Linked DNA regions of Mus musculus: region 2 is linked to region 1. A link is a contact called in public Hi-C data. All regions are on one chromosome and are shown on one strand. Each heading gives the region's core, a stretch centred on a gene start, on an enhancer-like site or on the middle of the called end of the contact. The rest is flanking DNA. Distances are from core to core; before and after follow the strand shown.

Region 1 (6,809 bases), core at 2,019-4,518:
TGAGACAGGGTTTCTCTGTGTAGCTCTGACTGTCTTGGAACTCACTCTGTAGACCAGGCTGGCCTCAAACTCACAGGGATCCACCTGCCTCTGTCTCTCAAATGCTGGAATTAAAGGCAAGAGCCTGGAGCCGGGCATGGTGGCACATGCCTTTAATCCCAGCACTCGGGAGGCAGAGGTAGGCGGATTTCTGAGTTCGAGGCCAGCCTGGTCTACAAAGTGAGTTCCAGGACAGCCAGGGCTATACAGAGAAACCCTGTCTCAAAAAACCAAAAAAAATAAAAAACAAAAAAAACCAAAACAAAACAAAAAACAAAACAAAAAAAAAACCCAAAAAAACAAAACAAAACAAAAAAACAAAAACAATAAAACAAAAAAACCAACCAACCAACCAAACAAAAAAAAAAGAGGCATGAGCCTGGCTTCTTACACGCAACTCCATGTCTGTCAGATCCATCCACATGGTATGCCCACCTGTAGCTTGTGCCTTCTCATTGGGTATATTGTTGTGCATGAGCAAACCATTTTTCACTTATTCCTTCTTCTGTGGAAGGACATCTTGGTTTTATCTAGTTGATTTGCCATGGCTGGGGGAATGCAGGCTCTCACCTCCTGGGAGCAGAAGAAGGTGTGGTTGCTCTGTATATTTAGCTGTAGTGGATATTTCTAAATAGTTTTCTGAGTGTCTGTATCAACTTACCCACCAGAAGCACTTGAGAACTGCAGTTGCCCCACACCCTTGCCAACCCTGTGATATTTTTAGTTCTTAGAATTGAATGGTTTTTGCTTGTGTTTTTATTTCTCTTTCTATGATTATGAACCGGTTGCTTAAGGTTCCACACACTTGATTATTTGGATTTCTATGCTTCTTTCCCATTGCTTCCCTTTTTACTAATTGCTTTTTGGGGTGGAGGTTGAAACGGGGTCTTGTTATGTGGTCCACGATGGACTTGAGCTTGGCATTCTCTTGTCTGAACCCCCTGAGTCCCGGGGTTACAGAGATGCGCAGTCACACGCAGCCCGGATTGCTCCCTTTCAGGAGTTGCTTATTTGAGAAGGTGTCTGTCTTTCTTTCGTAGCAGGGAGATTGTATTTCTTATTGATTTTCAGGGTTATTATTATAACACTCGGTTCTGCTTGTTGCCTTTACATCTGCTTATCCTTAAACAAAAGAAGATGGAGTGCCGATAAATCTGCACTCTCTCCCCTTGGCTGAAAGCTGCGCTAAGATCTGAACACTCCATAGCCCTGACGCGTGGGTGAAGAATCTCAGAACAGAGAGACGAGATCTCGGTTGTGGGCACAGGTCGTGGAATCTTTCCTGGAACTGTTTCTGAGATGGTGGTCTCATTCTACTGTGAGGGTTCTGTGTAGAACAGATGTGAGATGTCGTCATGATTCTCCACAAAAGGGGGCGATGTGTGACTGGGACTCCTGATGCCCTGGATCGTGATCGGCAGAGACACCCTTGGTGGCCACTCTCGGACTCCTCACCCACGATAAAATGTTCAGGATCTCCCTGACCCCTTGTGGTGGTTTGAATATGTCTGATCCTCATTGGCCCATGGGGAATGGCACTATTAGGAGGTGTGGCCTAGTTGGAGTAGGTGTGGCCTTGTCGGAGGAAGTGCGTCACTGTGTGGGGTGGGCTTCGAGGTCTCCTAGTGCTCAAGCTCCACCCAGTGTGGAACAGGTTCCTCCTGGCCGTCTGCGGAGGACACACCCTTTCTGCTTCTTGCAGATTAAGAACTCTCAGCTCCTCCAGCACCACTGCCGTGCTTTCTGCCACGATGATAATGGACTGAACCTCTGGAACTGTAAGACAGGCCCAGTTAAATGTTTGCCTTTATAAGAGTTGTCTTGGTCATGGTGTCTCTCCACAGCAATGAAACTCTAAGACACCCCACCCCACCAGCTTTGTCACCAGGCAGGCTGTGCTGGTACTGTATCCCATCCATGGCGTGGGTCTGGAAGGCTTCACCAGGTTAGTTCTGTATCTGCTGGGCTACACTCACATTGGGACTGAGGCTGTGGTTAATCGTTTCATCACCCACCATCTTCCTTGTAGCCCACTTAACAATAACCTACTTTATCTGACAGGTTTGTATATGCATATGATACATTCAGGTCACTTATACTCTCTCTCTCTCTTTCTCCAAATACACACACACACACACACACACACACACACACCTCTCCTTGCACCAGCCTTTTTTTTTTTTTTTTTTTTTTTTTTTGGTTTTTCGAGACAGGGTTTCTCTGTGTAGCCCTGGCTGTCCTGGAACTCACTTTGTAGACAAGGTGCTGGTCTACAATCACTCCCAAGTGCTGGGATTAAAGGCATGCACCACCACCACCCGGCTCTGCTCTGCACCAGCCTCTTACCCTTACTTTGGTCCTGTTCTTATTTTAAGTTGTGACCCACTTGGTTTAATAAGGGGCTACCTGCATGGGCATGGGCACAGGTGTCATGTTGTCTCTTGGGGTGTGAGGGACTCACTCTGAAGACAGTATTGAAAACAAGGGTTTCTGTTCTACCAGCTACCCCAGGGCCTGGCTGGGCTGAGCCCCAGAGGCCCCTCCCCTCCTGTGACTGAGTGTCTAATGGTTCAGTCTTATGCAGAACCTATGCAGGCACTGCAGCTGCTGCAAGCTCACGAGTGCTGCAGCCATGACACACCAGAAGATAGCACTGCACAGGCCTCCCAACAGCACTGCATAGCACTCCCCACAGCACTGCATAGCACTCCCCACAGCACTGCATAGCACTCCCCACAGCACTGCATAGCACTCCCCACAGCACTGCATAGCACTCCCCACAGCACTGCATAGCACTCCCCACAGCACTGCATAGCACTCCCCACACCACTGCACAGGCCTCCCCACACCACTGCACAGGCCTCCCCACACCACTGCATAGGCCTCCACTCCGTCATCCAGCTTCTACATTCTTTCTATACACTCTTTCATGATGTTTCTTGAGCCCCTGCAGGGACAATAAGATTTCTGTTGCCACCATGGCTCTGTTCATTTCACACACATCATTTGTAATGCATACAAGGAGACCTTATGATCCTCAAATCCACCCAGGGCAGGAGGAGTCATTGGCATTTCAGTTTTGCAGATGATGACACTGAATCACAGGTAGACCAGATGTTCCAAAGCCTTAGGGTTCAAACCCAGGCAGGCTGGGTCTGGACTCAGTCCTAGCTAGCCATTTGCTGCTAAGAGAATGAGGAGTCAGCCACGCAAACCATTGAAGTCACATAGCTCTGGCCAAGGTCAATTCTCCAGTGTTGTGATGTTTGGCATGTCTCCTTTCCCTTCCTGTCCCTACTTCCCTCTTTCTCCCAGCTTCCCTCCTCCCTTCTCCTTCTCCCTCATTTCTCCTCTGCTCTTTCCTTTCTTTCTCACTGGGAGAAGTGGGTATACCCAGGCAGGCCACTGGCTTGATCCTGACTCCCCATCCTCAGCCTTCCTTTGAACTACTTTACTATTCTCACTGGGTAAGTTTGCTACAGCTGCTGCAACAAACTACCACAAATTGGGTAACTTAAAGCAACAGGAAGTCATCTCCCCATAGTTCTGGAGGTCAGAGGCCAGATGTCTGGAATCAGCTGTCATCTGATGGTCACGTGGTCCGGTCTCTTTCAAAGGCTAAATCTACACTAAACAGCTTTCCTGGCCCTCAGTGACAACTGGAATCTGCTGGGGTCCTGTGGCTCGGAGACATATCGCTCTGTCTCTGCTTCTGTCTTCCTGTCATCTCTCTGGTGGGTCAGATCTCCTCCTCTTTTTAGGACATTAGTCACTGGTCTTAGGATCCACCATAAATACAGTGTGATCTCATCCTATGATCCTTAAATTACTCACACCTATCCAAATAAGGCCATAGTCACAGAATAGTGATAGTTGGGGAAAAATGAAAAAAAAAAAAAACAACCATGTTTGCTGACACACGTACATATACATGAATGTTGGGAGAGCTATCTTAAGGAGGTTTGCAGAAAATGCATCTTCTAGTCATCACATCCCCCACCCCCAAATGTCAGAATTTTAGTTCAAGTAAGTGTGTGATTATAAATTCCTTGACCCTATAGGTAGCTTGTCATGCTTGTACACACTCCTGTCCCATCCCTTCAGAAGGAGTTGGTACTTGTCTGTCACCAAGAAAGGGGCCACCACATTCCTGCCCTGGGCCCAGGATGCTACCTGTGGGGTGTTCTGTTCTCTGATTCTTTAAGCCTCATGTGGCTGCCTTTCTTCCTTGTAGTGGACTGGCAGCCCCCCATTGTCTGTCTCCTGTCACCCTCTGCATCCCAGGGTCCTTGCCTTCAGTGGTCCCTCAGATGTTCTCATTGTTTCCTCCCTGCTAGACACCTCCCTTAAACTAACCCTCAAATCACGTCTACATTCTTTTGGGAGTATCCACATCAACATGTCAGTCCACAGAAACTCGCAGTAAAGAAACAGCATCATGGGCTGGAGAGATGTCTCAGTGGATAAAGTACTTACGATGTACACATAAGGGCTTGAGTTGGAATCCCAAGAACCCAGGTGTGGTAGCATGCATCTGCAATCCTGCTGCCCCAGGTGTGGTAGCATGCATCTGCAATCCTGCTGCTCCAGGTGTGGTAGCATGCATCTGCAATCCTGCTGCTCCAGGTGTGGTAGCATGCATCTGCAATCCTGCTGCTCCAGGTGTGGTAGCATGCATCTGCAATCCTGCTGCTCCAGATGTGGTAGCATGCATCTGCAATCCTGCTGCTCCAGGTGTGGTAGCATGCATCTGCAATCCTGCTGCTCCAGGTGTGGTAGCATGCATCTGCAATCCTGCTGCTTCAGGTGTGGTAGCACATGTCTATAATCCTGCTGCCCCAGGTGTGGTAGAAAGCATCTGCACTCCTCCTGCTCCTACAGTAAGATGAAAAGTGGAGGCAGGAGAATTTCCCAGGAGCTTGTGGGCTAATTTGTTTGGTGAACATGGTAGCAATCAACAGACAGACCCTGTCTCAATCAGGGTAGAAGGTGAAAACCAACACACCCCAGGAATACATTGTGGCATGAATGCTTCTACACCTACACATGGAAACACATATGCACACACATCCACATAACACACACACACATACATAATATACATACAAACATATAGATGTCATACACACAAAGATCTAAATGCATGCTAATGTATATGTGACCATGTAACATATATGCAAGCTTAAATGTGCGTGTATACATGGTAGTGTATGTGTGACCATGTAACATATATGCAAGCTTATATGTACACACACACATGCTTGTGTATGTTTGACCATGTAACATGTATGCAAGCACAAATGTGACTGTACACATGATCATGCATGTGTGTGAGAATTCCATGCACACACTGAAACATAGCAGCAAGTTATGAACTGCTACGGGCTTCTGTGTGTCACCTCTGTGTGTCACAGCCCTTTCTTTTCCATTCTACTGTCTTTGATTCCGCATCATGGGAATTAATCCAGAGCTACCCTGTGACCTTCATTTTGTAATCTCCCTGTAGGTTGCACCCTTGTTTTGGCTCATGGAGCACCAAATCCTTAGATTGTTCTCACAGACCTACTGTTTGTCCTCATCTTTCTGCTTCTGGCCTCCACCTTCATCCTCTTCTCCAGTCTCCACCCTCCCTCCAGCCCCCTCCTCCCAGCCCCACCCTCCCCCAACCCCACCCCCCTCATCCCCCACCAAGCCTCCATGTCCTCTCCAGTTCCCTCACTTGTGACACTATGCACACTTCAGAGAGAGACTCTCTCTCCAGCTGTGTCACTTCTCCAACCTCACCTGCTTACACCTGTGGGTCATTCCACTCTGCTTCACAATGCACCTCAGACACAGATTCCATTTGCCTGCCTGCCTGCCTGCTTCCCTCCCTCCCTTCCTTCCTTCCTTCCTTCCTTCCTTCCTTCCTTCCTTCCTTCCTTCCTTCCTTCCTTCCAGTCTGTCTGTCTGTCTCACACAGGGCATTGAGCTTAGGAGGGATGGGTTCTGTGTCTGTAACGCCCACGTTATCAATAATTTATCTACTGAGATTCTCTCTCTGTTCAAACTCTGAGGAGAATGCTCAGCCTAGAGCACAGTGAGAGCAGAGTGGTTTCCGCTGGTTGCTTAGCAAGCCAGGAAGTTACTTGCGGCCTTTACTACCTGATACCCGCTGCCCTGCAGCCGGGGATCCCCGGACAGCCAACGGTGGGGAACTGAGATGGTTTCCATAGGGTGTTGGCCCTAGAAGAAGCCATTGATGCTACTATAGCAAACAGGGCTGTATCTGAAATTTCTGCGATGTCTGTTGAAACACACGTGACAGAGCTTTTCAGAGCCTCATAAACACTCTGTCCCCAGCTCAGAAGACTACTGTTAGAGTGCCTGTCAGCTCCTCTCCTACGGCTTCTCTTCCTGTGAGAATGGCTTACCCCAGCCCCTTAACTTCATTGTGTTTCTAGTTGCTGTGAAGCAGTGCATGATGCTGTCAGGTGAGCTTCTCATGACCAGCCAATGACATCCCACCGCCTCACCTCCTCTACAGCCTGGCAGCCTCAAGCCTTCCGTGTCACGACTTGTCCCCATGTATTGTCTGGAAGGCCTTCAGAGGTGTAAGATGGAGAAGAAACATGGTGAGGGTGAAAAAAAAAAAGGCATCAGAAGAAGAGAGTCAAAAGGAAAATGAAGGTAAATAACGCGGCATCTCTACTAGGCTCGGCAGCGGCTGGTTCTCACCCAAAAGAGCAGAAAGAGAAAGGAGCAGGATTTAGGGGCTTAGCCTGACCAAG
Region 2 (6,756 bases), core at 2,589-5,088, 460 kb after region 1:
TCTGTCACGTTAGTAAAAACAAACACATAAAAATTCAAATTTTCACATGTAAATTCAAGTCTCATCATTGTCAAGCCAGTGAAAGTCTCAGTTGTTCTTTGTGGAAAGATAGCTTGCTTTATTGTTTTAAAAATGTGTTACTATTAGTATTATTATTTATGTTTTAAGTCCTGGAGATTGAATCTGTTGTCTCCTGTGCTGGGCAACTGCTTGTTCACTAACGGATAACCCTGGCCCTCAGCTTGCCAATCAGTACTGAGACAATGACTCAGTAACATGTTCAGGGTGGCCTTGAACTCACTTTGAAGTCAACTCAGACCCTGAACTTGTGGTCATCCCACCTCAGTCTCCCAAGGAGCTGGGATTAAAGCCTGAGACCCAGGCCTGGCTGCCTTGTTCTCTCTCTCATCAGATCATCTGAACGCACAACTCTGAAGAGCTGGAGTTTGTCAGTTATTCTCTTACAGAAGGTCAGTGTTTGGGGCTGGAGAGATGACTCATAGTTAAGAGTGCTGGTCACACAGTCCTAATGTCTAGAGTTTAGATCCAAGCACTCATGGGGCAAGCCAGGAGTCCCACAAATGCCTGTAATTCCAACTCCAAGAGATCTGACACTCTCTTCTGACCTCTGTGTATGCACACATATGTGTATCTGCTTATGTGTGTGTGTGTGTGTGTGTGTATATATATATATGTATATATATATATATATATATATATACATATATATATATACTCATGCAGACACATACACACAGATAATAAATAAAACAAGTCTTAACCAGATAAAGTGTGAAGAACATTAAAGGAGAAGATGCTCAGAAGCGCAGGACTTGCTTCCACACCTGGGGCACCATTGTTGTCTGTTCATGATGGGATTAGCACATCATGCCTACTTCCCCTGTTGCTATGCAAAATATCGAGAAGCTGTGTCCTCAAAGGTTCAGATTTTGTAGCATTAATACTTCTTATTGCTTCATTAAAGGCATTATTTTAAGAACTCACTTGCTTCTGGGCCATGGTTGGCCATTCTTCAGGACATAATACTGGCGGCGGCAGCGGCTTGATTGCTAGAGGCACCAATAATTTACCCACCACTATTTTTGAAACTTGAGTATAAATACATTTTTTCCCAAAGGCAAATACTATCCCAGTATTTGTTCAAATAGTTTTATGCCTTGTGGACTTTCCGTAAGCGTGTTGGAGATAGACCCTCGGGGATCTGCATACCATCCTAGCTGAGAGTTACCGCAGAGCATATGTTACAAAGGACGCCTTATTCTCTGCAGACAGGAGGGAAGCACTCTGCTCTCTTCTGTATGGAACAAAGAAGAAAGGAAAAATGACTCAGGGTGGAGACTCAGGCAGGAGCCCAGTGCTTCTTGAAACCATCAGAAAGATTTGAGGGAAGACACCCAAGACGGAAGCTTTCATTCTCACTTCCCAGAAGCCAGCCTAGAAAAAAACCGTCAGTCTCCCCTGCAAAGAGCTGCTGTTTATCCCCGAGTAATCCAGTGTGCTGCTGCTGAACACGGGGCATAAAAAGGGACTCACGATAGCAGTCTCCACAGTGGGAGATTGAATTCCCATGCTCCACGACTAGAATGACTATTTTCTTCATCATTTTAACTCAAACTCGAACATGGAATTCCAGCCACTGCAGTAAGGCAAGAAAAATAAACAAAAAAGAATTCAAATCGAACAGGAAGAAATAAAGCCATCCTTCTTTGTTAATGACGTTCCTGTTTACATACAAGATTCGGGTAGCTAGGGCAGAGATGGCTTCAGTGGGTAAAGGTGCTTGCTGCCAATCTTGACGGCCCGAGTTCAATTCCCACACTTACAACCTCCTACAAGTTGTTCTATACACACTATAGCTTGTAGCCGCCACCCCCAATCCCATTAAATAAATAAATGCACTAAAGACAAAACCTCAGGGAATTATACAACCATAAGAAGCATACTTCTCAGAACCAAGTCAAGTCAGCAAGCAGAGTAGCCATCGGCATAACTAAAGTACGAAGCTGGGCAGAGTGGCCACAAGCATGACTGACATACGGAGCTCAGAATTTACCCAGATCACGAGTGGACAGGAGGAGACAATGATTGCAAACACGAGTTTGAAGGCCTGAGTTCAATCCTTGGGACTCAGTGTCCCAAGGGACAGGAATGCCATGGTATGTTTGAGCACTGTGTTTACCTACCCACCTCTCCTCTTTGTCTCTCCCCCAATAATAGTAATAATAATAATAATAATAATAATAATAATAATAATAATAAATATATGTGTGCTTTTAACAAAACAATAGGTAGGGCCTGTATTCTGTATGCTGGAATTATAAAACATGGATGAAATCACAAAATCCAACTTCAAGAACTCAACAGCTAAATTAAGCAATAGACATGTCCTGGAAGACTAAGTATATTAAGTATCCTGGCTAGTTCATTTTTTTTTTACTTGACCCAAGTTAGAGTTATTTGGGAAGAGGGACTCTAAGTTCAGAAAATGCCTTCCCTAAAATTGGGCTGTAGGCAAGACTGTAGGGCATTTCCTTAGTTAGTGAACAATGGGGGAGGGCCTAGTCCACTGTAGGCAGTGCCCTTCCTGGTGGTCTTGCGGTGTGTAAGAAAAGCCCAAGCAAGTCATATAGTCAGTTAGCTATGCTCCTCCATGACTCCTGCATCAGTTTCTGCCTGCTGGTTCCTGCCTGGAGCTCTTGGCCTGACTTCCCCTGATGGTGGGTTACAAGCAGTAAGATGAAACAAACACTTGCCTCCACTGGTTGCCCTTGGTCCTGGTGTTTCATTCCAGCAACAGACACCCTAAGGGAGTTAGGATCACAGCCCCCCCACCCCCTGACTGACTCATAGAATAGATGAAATTCTTACCAAAGTCTCAACCTAGTTTTACAACACAGAAAAACTGATTTTGACGTGGAGATAGAAAAGTTCACTCTCCTGGACCGTTCCGATCTTCTAGACTGAGAAGAAAGCGAGACATGCTCGCTCACACTGAGGCCGAGCAATAACTAAAGCATCGATACACCAGCAGCAGGCGACAAAGTAGCTCAGGAGCAGACCCACAGCAAGGTTGATTCCTTTCCCACAGCACCAGAAATTCCAGTTGTAATAGTGTATGCACAAAGTAACTGAAGCACGGAGAGAGCAACTTAAATTCTGGTGAGTTATTTTTAAAAATTGAGGTGTAATTTCCATTCTAAAAAAAAAAATCATTCTTTTCTAATATAAAACGGAACAGCTTCTGTTTTGTTCTTAATGTGCAACTATCATTTTGCCCATTTCCAGAATATTCCATCACCCAGAGAGAAATCTGTATGGCAGTGACTCTACATTTTACATCCCACCCCCACCCCCACCCCCACCCCACGCAGCTAAGACCCTACTCTCACATCCCTTTGTCAGTTTGTCTGTTTTAAGTGAATGTGTGTGTGCCCAGGTGTATATACGCGCACTACATTTCTACATGCCCACAGAGGACTCTCAGCTCCTGAGGCATTTCACAGCCATGGGATCAAGTGACATGTGGCTTTAAGCATTACTTTATTTTTACCTTGCTGTTGTACAGAGCAGAAGGAACTCAGAAGGCAGCCCTCAGACCCAAAGTGGCTCTAGCAGCTACCAATCCCACCTTGCTTTCAGGGCAGACTGTAGAGACCTAAGGGTTTTGATGACCCTCCAGGGAGAATCCCAAAGTGACTAAACTCAGATCTTCAGCAGACTGACCATTTTTCAAAAGCAACGCAGTTGCCCGAGCTACACTGCTAGCTTCCAGCTGGGGCAATGCTCGCACAGGCTGGCTTGGTTTTGCTTCCCCTTTTGTGGTGGGAAAGGGAAGCCGTGAAGCAGGTGGAGACCAGTTATGGAAAATGAGCAACACTTGCCTTTTCTGAAGGTCTGCGTCATAACCTTTTTTTGAAGGTCCTGTTCTCCTGGCTCTTAACAAATCCTGTTTTATGATGAGGAAACCGAGGCCCAGAAGTGGTCCGTGATTTCTAAAGTCATGCGCAAATTCACCTGCTTCCAGGCGTGTTCTCTCTGAGCATCCCTGTCTCCTGCTAAGATCAGCGCCAAAGGCAGATGTGTCACAGGAACATCAAGCAGAGAGGCCAGGGTCGTATGTTTTAGACTTCAATCTTCATAGTTGTGTAAATCGAAAAGCATACAAATAACAATAAAATCAAAACAAACAGAAAACCCCTATAACTACTAATTTAAATTATTATTTGTTCTTACTTCTATTCCAAATTATTTATAAATTTGAACCACACAATTGGACACACAGCACTATAAAAACTCTACCCACTTAGCAGCTCATACATCACCAACCAGCTGGCATTTATTGAGCACCTCCTAGATGCCTGGCTCTGGCTAAGAACTTTCCAGATATCTCTTCATTCCCAGATCACATCCACAATTTGAGGGAGACTGACTACCATCACTCAAGACACAGGATGAGCTAGTGGGCAGCTCAACTCCAGCCCCAGATCAAATCCATACTGTTGGCTACTGTACCAATGTGCCTTTGTGACACTCCCCCAAACCTGGACTTCAGAGTCCCTCCATGGCTACCATTGGGTAAAGGTCAGACTGGGAAACAGGTGGAGGAAGGAGGCCGAATGTCTGCACGGCAGGTGTGTCAGCTTCTTCTTCTCCCATCATTCCTCCCCCCACCCCCTGCCTCTCTCTTTGTTTACTTTTAAATGGGGAGGGGGAAAGCTGAGATAAAACATTTCATGAGTAATACTTCAAGATGCATTTGATTAAATTCTTGAAATGAGGTGTATAAGAGATTAGAAAAACGTGCCTGTGTTTCTATGTGTGTATGCATGAGCATGCATGTGTGCCTGTGTTTCTATGTGTGTATGCATGAGCATGCATGTGTGCCTGTGCGTGTGCATAAGCATGCATGTGTGCCTGTGTGTGTGCCTAAGCATGCATGTGTGCCTGTGTGTGTTCATAAGCATGCATGTGTATCTGTGTGTGCACAAGCGTACATGTAACCATTGAGTTTCCTGATAGTCCTGATGTGTTGTTTTATTTCTAAGTGATAACATAATTATCCTGGAGGAATGCAAGTGACAAAACTTTCAATACGCCATAGCTTATTAAGGGAACTTAAGATGGGCAGGAGGGTTGGTTCAGCAGTGCACAACACTTGTTGATCTTGCAGAGGATGAAGGTTTGATATCCAGCAACTATGTGGCAGCTCATGACCAACTATTCTTGGGCATACACAATTCTCTTCTGGCTTCTGTGGGCACTGCACACACATAGCTTATATACACACATGCAGACAAAAAACCCTCCTACACATAAAATGAAAATTCTTATAAAAAGTGCACTGATTGCAAACATTTAGAAGTAAAATTAGAGCATGTTTCTTTTGGAATTGGAGCTCAGTTTCAAACTAAACCTAAGCCAGGCACTTGTCATACGTTGGATTGCTTCTTCCTAAAACAGTTATGCTGAAAGCTTCCAGCCCCACCTGTTAAATGTTTCTGTATTTGGAAAGAGGGTTTTCATAAATATAAGCAAATTGTCTTCAAAATGGACCCTTAGGAGCTGGGGAGATGATTCAGTGAGTAAGATGTGCACTACAGACTTGAGTTCAGAACCTCAACATCCCTAGAAAAAGGAGGCCAAGGCCACAACTACCTGCAATCCTAGCAGAGATAGGAGGATTCCTGTGGCCAGAAATTCTTTCCAAAATGCTGAGTTCCTGACCCAGCAAAAGGCCCTGCCTTAAAATATAGGATGTAGAGTAAGAGAGAGAAGCACCAGATAGCAACATCTGGCCTTCACAAGCATGCACACATACATGTATACACACATACACACATACATACACTCACACACACAAATGCACACACATGCATACACGCACAGGTGGGGCTGGAAGCTTTCAGCATAACTGTTTTAGGAAGAAGCGATCCAACGTATGACAAGTGCCTGGCTTAGGTTTAGTTTGAAACTGAGCTCCAATTCCAAAAGAAACATGCTCTAATTTTACTTCTAAACGTTTGCAACACACACACATGCATACACGTACACACACGCACAAATGCACGCACATGCACAAATGCATGCACACACAAAATACACATGCACAAACATATGCACGCATATCCATACATACAACTGCACACACATATGCACACCTGTTATGTGTGCATATGACATACACATGCACACATACACGTGTACACACACATGCACACACATGCACAAATGCATGCACACACAAATACACATGCACACACATATGCACACACACAACTGCATAATACAACTCTACACATATGGACACACTCATGCACACATACACATGTACAGACATGCACACACATATACACAATACATACACATATACATGCACACACATGCACACATATACACACATGCACACACATATACATACATGTACACACACACACACACAAAAGATGGTCCCTAATCTAAATATGTGCACAGACACACAGGTAGAAGGCCACAGTACAACCCAGAGACTGGGCAATGCAGCCACTTGAGGAGGGGTGCCAAGAATTTTCAATTACCGCAACCCCAGAAGATATCAGGAGTGGTCCAATCCATGTGGCCTGGCTCATGCCAGAATGTCAGAATTTTGGGAGAACTCTCTAACCCTCCCATGAGACGTCCATGGAATTTTAATATGGCGGCCCCATGTAGCTGATTCCAGGCTTCAGGCTGTGGAGGAAGGGTGTTGATGGAGAACTG

What was found. Hi-C and Micro-C count contacts between places; a contact is called where the count stands out from the background.
Region 2: a contact with region 1 is called in a Hi-C map of bone marrow-derived macrophages, with 5 times the contacts expected there. The contact joins two enhancer-like sites. A contact is called at or near these places in 6 of 484 Hi-C or Micro-C datasets (CD4 T cells, bone marrow-derived macrophages, cerebellum and 2 more), 1 of 115 datasets of contacts at active chromatin or transcription factors (bone marrow-derived macrophages) and 1 of 9 other capture datasets (embryonic stem cells).

Annotation. Positions count from the first base shown.
Region 1 is chr16:92,569,798-92,576,606 of GRCm38.p6, forward strand. No RefSeq gene overlaps it. Among named protein-coding and RNA genes, the nearest start is that of Gm30224, 23 kb to the right of the region's middle. Within about 2 kb of position 3,269, at least 45 of the 459 cell types and tissues checked have an H3K27ac peak or open chromatin away from gene starts, as enhancers often do. A contact at or near this core is called in bone marrow-derived macrophages, where this site is marked.
Region 2 is chr16:93,025,018-93,031,773 of GRCm38.p6, forward strand. No RefSeq gene overlaps it. Among named protein-coding and RNA genes, the nearest start is that of Gm41499, 71 kb to the left of the region's middle. Within about 2 kb of position 3,839, at least 91 of the 459 cell types and tissues checked have an H3K27ac peak or open chromatin away from gene starts, as enhancers often do. A contact at or near this core is called in bone marrow-derived macrophages, where this site is marked.